Linked DNA regions of Mus musculus: region 2 is linked to region 1. A link is a contact called in public promoter capture Hi-C data. All regions are on one chromosome and are shown on one strand. The core of a region is the stretch at or near the end of the contact, and the rest is flanking DNA. Distances in the headings are between cores, read along the strand shown.

What was found. Promoter capture Hi-C pulls out the DNA fragments that hold promoters and counts their contacts.
Region 2: a contact with region 1 is called in a promoter capture Hi-C map of second pharyngeal arch cranial neural crest, with 4 times the contacts expected there. The contact joins the promoter of Six6 here to the enhancer-like site in region 1. A contact is called at or near these places in 15 of 39 promoter capture datasets (the 3T3-L1 cell line, the C10 cell line, cranial neural crest and 8 more), 14 of 484 Hi-C or Micro-C datasets (the P5424 cell line, colorectal tumor organoids, cortical neurons and 6 more), 18 of 115 datasets of contacts at active chromatin or transcription factors (DN3 thymocytes, bone marrow-derived macrophages, craniofacial prominence and 9 more) and 2 of 9 other capture datasets (adipose tissue and macrophages).

Annotation. Positions count from the first base shown.
Region 1 is chr12:72,853,127-72,855,875 of GRCm38.p6, forward strand. No RefSeq gene overlaps it. Among named protein-coding and RNA genes, the nearest start is that of Gm40441, 10 kb to the left of the region's middle. Within about 2 kb of position 1,390, at least 18 of the 459 cell types and tissues checked have an H3K27ac peak or open chromatin away from gene starts, as enhancers often do. A contact at or near this core is called in craniofacial prominence, embryonic stem cells and second pharyngeal arch cranial neural crest, where this site is marked.
Region 2 is chr12:72,938,487-72,941,235 of GRCm38.p6, forward strand. Six6 (sine oculis-related homeobox 6) reads left to right here and starts at 1,396. Exons shown (of 2, transcript NM_011384.5): 1 at 1,396-2,141. The coding sequence starts at 1,570.

The sequences.
Region 1 (2,749 bases), core at 140-2,639:
TAAATACTTCTCCAGACTCCAACTCACACAGTCTGAGGCCGCTGTCTGCCACTTGAAGCACTATGGCTTTCTCTTTTAAGAATGCTGTGGCGTTCTCTCAGCTAAGGGTTTCCCTCTCTCCGAGACAGTCACTAACCACATTTTCTTTAGGTAAGGGGCTGGCTGGCTTATTGTCTTCCTTTTTGCAGAAATATGGAGCAAACACTTCTCCCATCAGACTGCACGTGACGCTAGGCCAGCAGTTCTCAACAAGTGGATTGTGACCCCCAGATACCCTGCATATCATATATTTATTTACATTATGATTCATAACAGTGGCAACATTTCAGTTATGAAACAGCAATGAAAATAATGTTAAGGCTGGAGGTCACTATAACTTGAGAAATGGTATTAAAGGGTCTCAGCATGAAGAAGGTTGAGAACCGATGCTCTGGGTGGCTGTTCTCCCAGTCCCCACAGCAGTTTCTATACAAACACTCCACTCCTGTTTGTCTTTGAAGGACCATCTATGTTCCATGCTTGCATCCTTGGCCTCTAGAATGGAGACTGGCAGCAGAGGAGTGTTGAATGCAGGTGCCCTCAGAGTGCTCACTTGTTTATGAAAGTCGCTTTGCCCGAAAAAAATCCTTGAAATAGGAAATATGACTGTCTCCCAATTAAGCATAATTTCCACGTTATTTCAGAATTGATAGGTCTATTGGTATGGCTACAACCAGGCTGCTGTTCTTCTGTGCCAGCCTCACAAAGAGCCCGCCCAACCCCATCCTTTTGATGGGAAATCACCCGTTAGCTTCGCGGCTTCCAGACAGAGACTATTTTTACTTTCTCGTGGTTCTTGCTTCTTCTCAGCCAGGTGAAAATTTTAACGGGTGTTTAAAAGCCACGCGTTTTAAATGCCGGCTGAGTTTTGTCCAGCAATGTACAGTCTCCCCACAGAGGACACAATCAAGAAATCCAATTTCCCATCCAGTTCCGTCCAGTTGTTGTGCAAATCAATGAGCATGCAAAGCCAGCAAACTCGACAGCACCGCTGAATAGAAGTTTTCCTGTTTACCTTCTTAGCACTTGTTTAAGTTCTAAGGAGAGAGACCTGGCCATTTTGTTACAGAATGGGCGTTTTCAATGCAAAGGGGGGAGGGAAAAAATCACAGTTTTGAGTTTTTACAATGTTTGCCCCTTTTCCCAGCAGGGATATGTTTTGAGTGCTCGGAGACAAAAAGTGTGGCCTCAACAAGCAGAATTTTAAAAAAGAACATCATTTTCATTATGTAGTCAATCTCAATTACAAGCAAATGTTTTCTCTGTGGAGACTCTTCTCCTTTCAGGGCATTATGTGAGCCTCTTTTGTGGATTGAGAGAAAGGATCAGTGGTCAATAGCGAGCAGAGTGCGGTGTTCACTGGAGTTTTGTATCCCTCCGTCTCCTACATAATGCGTTTTGTCAGGAGAACAGCCCGCCACCCTGAGCAGATTTGCCGAATTAAAGAGCGCAGCGGGGAAAGGAAACTTGTTGCTAGGTGACTGACCGCCTCTGCTTGGCGGGTCTGGGCCGAAGGTGACTCTGCTTTTCTTCCACTACTTAATCTTGCCTTTTAATCTGCATCTACAATTAACTCTGTTAATGCCACACACCCATTTGTTTCTGCACTTCAGGCAACCGATTTATCATTATTTAGTCTTTACGCTCAAATAACAAAACTATTTTCCCTCCATTAGGGTCACACGAGGCGCAACATTCTGCGGTGCAACAGGGAGATGAAGTCGGCCCAGTCGCTATTGCCTCACTTCCTGTGAGGGTTTCAGGGGTTCTTTTGCTAATCTGAACAACAACAACAACAAAAAACCAGATCCTGAGAAAATACGCTTGCTTTTCATTAACTCTGCTGTTTGCAAGTGCTGAAGTAATTGAAGTGTTCTTGGTGACTTTAAATTCCTCTTAGTGGCATATATCAACATTAAAAAAATGCTCCCCCCCCTCCTTAGAGGCTCATATAATTGTTCAGCCTAAAACAAATGCATCCCTTACAATATCTGTGCGAGGCATATCCTCTGTGATCGTCTTTAGCTGAACTTGGATGCAGATGAGTAGAGAGCATGCAAAAAAAACCGATTCAAGTCGCATCCAGGGCAGCTCGGTCTTAGCGAATACTCTTTCAGAGGGAGAGCTAAAGTGGCTTCGGGTCTGGGCTCACTTCTGACACTACTCCTGACTAAATGGCTCCATACCTGGCTATCTGACCTTCCTGGACATTGTGTGTGCTAAGGCATAATTTAAGAACCTTATTAACCGTTCTATATCTATACAGTCAATTATGTGATTAAAAGACGTCATCTGGAGGCAAACTCACATTGGATGCATTCAAATCTCACCCATACCACTTATGGATTGCTTGACCCGAGGTAATTTAATCTCCCTTTGGTCTCTTCATCATTAAAACAGAGATAATGGTATCTGTCTTGTTGTGGTTTTTGTGCCTCATGTAAGATTAAATGACCTAACATATGCAGAGCAGTTACAATTAGTCTTTATCAGTTGTTCTATTGACAGCACAATGAAGTCATCACTGCTGCGAGCTAAAGCCAACCTGTGTGCCCTCAGGGGTTTGTAAATATGTAGCCTCTTGTAGGGACTTTAGTTTTGCAGATTCTATCTGGTAACTTTGCCAAAGACAGGGTAAGGACACTTTCCCCCTCCCCCAAGAGTGTATATTTTGTACGCTCTGTAGGGTTATATTAAAGTTTTGTTTTAA
Region 2 (2,749 bases), core at 146-2,645, 85 kb after region 1:
ACTTGATACTAAAGAAAAGACAGCTAGCCCCAGTCCAATTCAGGGATGAACCTTGTCGTCTGATTTTTTTTGGGGGGGGGGCGGGGGGGGGCACCTATACCCAGTGTTTCCTTTCTACCAACTAATAAGCCCCGTCCATGGCTACATGAGATCGTGGTTTCCTCGACGGAAGCCCCAGAAAGCGGTATGATGTGGATGTCAATTGGGAATCAATAAATGTTGCCAATTCAATCTATTGGCCAGAAGGCAGAGTGCCAAAAAAGGCCCATGCTCTCTGCAGGAGGGGTCAGTGACCCGTGGCTCTGACCAATCTACCTTGCCACCTTAACTGCACGGCATTGTGGGATGCAGCCTGCACTTTATCTTGCTGGCACTTCTGATCTAAAAAAAAAAAAAAAAAAAAAAAAAAAAAAAAAAAAAAAAAAAAAAAAACCACACGGTTTCTATGTCCGCCCCAGGAGTTGTAAGTTCTAGACAGAGGCAAAATCAGCCTGCCATGAGAGAATCAAATCTGTTTTTAAAGGATCTTTGAAGTAGGCTTTTAAGTTGCTGTCTTGACCTAAGAATGGCTTCTCACTCTAGATGTGGCTGCTGCCCATTTGTTCAAGTCCACTGAACTGGAGAGAGGGGGTCTATGAAGGATAACTTTATTTAGTCAGAAGCCCCTACAGCTTGCATTTCTTGGAGTTAGACTCCGTGATTAGCACCTAGTTGTCAAATGGTGTGTGTGTGTGTGTGTGTGTCTGTGTGTGTCTGTGTGTGTCTGTGTGTCCTTGCCGCCATATAAAACAGTTCCAGGGACCTTTGAAGGGAGCAAAGTTAGAGTCCAAACTGACCTCTACTACAGATCTGTGGTTCTGTTCCTTCTGTTCCCGGCTTGCTTCCTATGCAGCTGGAAATGGTAAGCGGCAGACAGGCAGGAATGGGTGCCTGGGGAAAAAAAAAATGAGAGGATCCACTTCCCCTCCCTGTCCCTTTGGTGCATGCTCTTCCCGGGGGTGGGGGGTTGTCGCTTCCCTATGTTTAAACTTTCTCAAAGGGTTTGTTTCTCCCAGTCCTCTTTTGTCCTCTGGAGTCCTTTCGACCCCGGCATAGCATCGCTCCCAAAGTGAATTCCTGCAGCATCCTACCTCTCTGGTGGGAAAACAAGAGGGAGGGGCTGGACAGGGGGAGCCCGGAGGGTGAGACGCTGCGGATTTCGTGTGCGTTCCAGCCACTCCTACCTCTTTTTTCATTCTTCAGGTTCAGCAGTCTCCCCGGCAAACCGTGGGCGCTGTCGATTCTGGGGAGGTGCTGAAACGACCGGGGCGCTCTAGTCGCAGCCTTGATTGGCAGAGCAGCCTAGTGACTGACAGGGGGTCTCCATGGCGCCCGCGTCTCCAATCCGCCCACCCCAGTAGCGGCACGGTCTAGCTGGCTGGCTTTTCCTAGCTGAGCAAGCGCAGCCGAACCCAACCCACAGCTCTTCCAGGCGGGAAGGCTCCCCCCGACTCTGTAACCCCCAGCCGCACCCCGCTCGGCCCGCGGGCATCTGCTGCGTGTCCCACCCGGGGCGCCCGCGCAGCCTCGATGTTCCAGCTGCCCATTTTGAATTTCAGCCCCCAGCAAGTAGCCGGGGTATGTGAGACCCTGGAGGAAAGCGGCGACGTGGAGCGCCTAGGTCGCTTCCTATGGTCGCTGCCCGTGGCCCCAGCAGCTTGTGAAGCCCTTAACAAGAATGAGTCGGTGCTGCGAGCGAGAGCCATCGTGGCTTTCCACGGTGGCAACTACCGCGAGCTTTATCATATCCTGGAAAATCATAAGTTTACTAAGGAATCGCACGCCAAGCTGCAGGCGCTGTGGCTCGAAGCGCATTACCAGGAGGCAGAGAAGCTGCGTGGACGGCCCCTAGGGCCAGTAGACAAGTACCGAGTAAGGAAGAAGTTCCCGCTGCCGCGGACCATTTGGGATGGCGAACAGAAGACTCACTGCTTCAAGGAGCGCACGCGGCACCTGCTTCGAGAGTGGTACCTTCAGGACCCATATCCCAACCCCAGCAAAAAGCGAGAGCTCGCCCAGGCAACCGGACTGACCCCCACACAGGTGGGCAACTGGTTCAAAAACCGCAGACAAAGAGACCGGGCAGCTGCAGCCAAAAACAGGTCAGTACCAGCAGGCCTCTAGGCTTGGTGCACACCGGGATGGGGCGGGAGGAGGCATTCTTGGCCCTTACCTGGTGTCCAGGGACCCAAATTCAAAGGGAGCTGGGAATGCAGTCTGTCTTGGGTTTATGAGCCCACTGTGTTCTAGATTCCTATGCAGGCTCCTGGTTCCCCACCGTCCCCCCCCCCTGGTTCTTGGGGTTTTGGGGGTCACTGCAGCAGCTGATGTGGGTCACCAAACTAAAATGTCGCTGTAGTTAGGGAAACGGGGGCGGAGGGAGGGAGAAAGATTAAAAGCCCAGGATCAATCAGAAATCCAGAGGCCCAAAGCTAATTTTTACTAGCATGGACCCAGGCTCTCATCAAGTGAAGCCTATTTAGTTAGCTCTATTTTTAAATCCCGGCTGCATCCTTCCCTGATGCTCTGAAAAAGGTTTCAGTTTTCAGAGAGTCTCAGATTCTAAGAGGCAGAAAGACGTGTTTCCTCATGACAACTATCCTGTCTCCACCCAGCAAGCTAGTCGGCCTATGCTTTTCATTCGCCAGCTTTTGGAGCTTGCAACTCAGGCCCAAACTCTTCAAGCATCCTCTAGCCTCAGGCATGACCC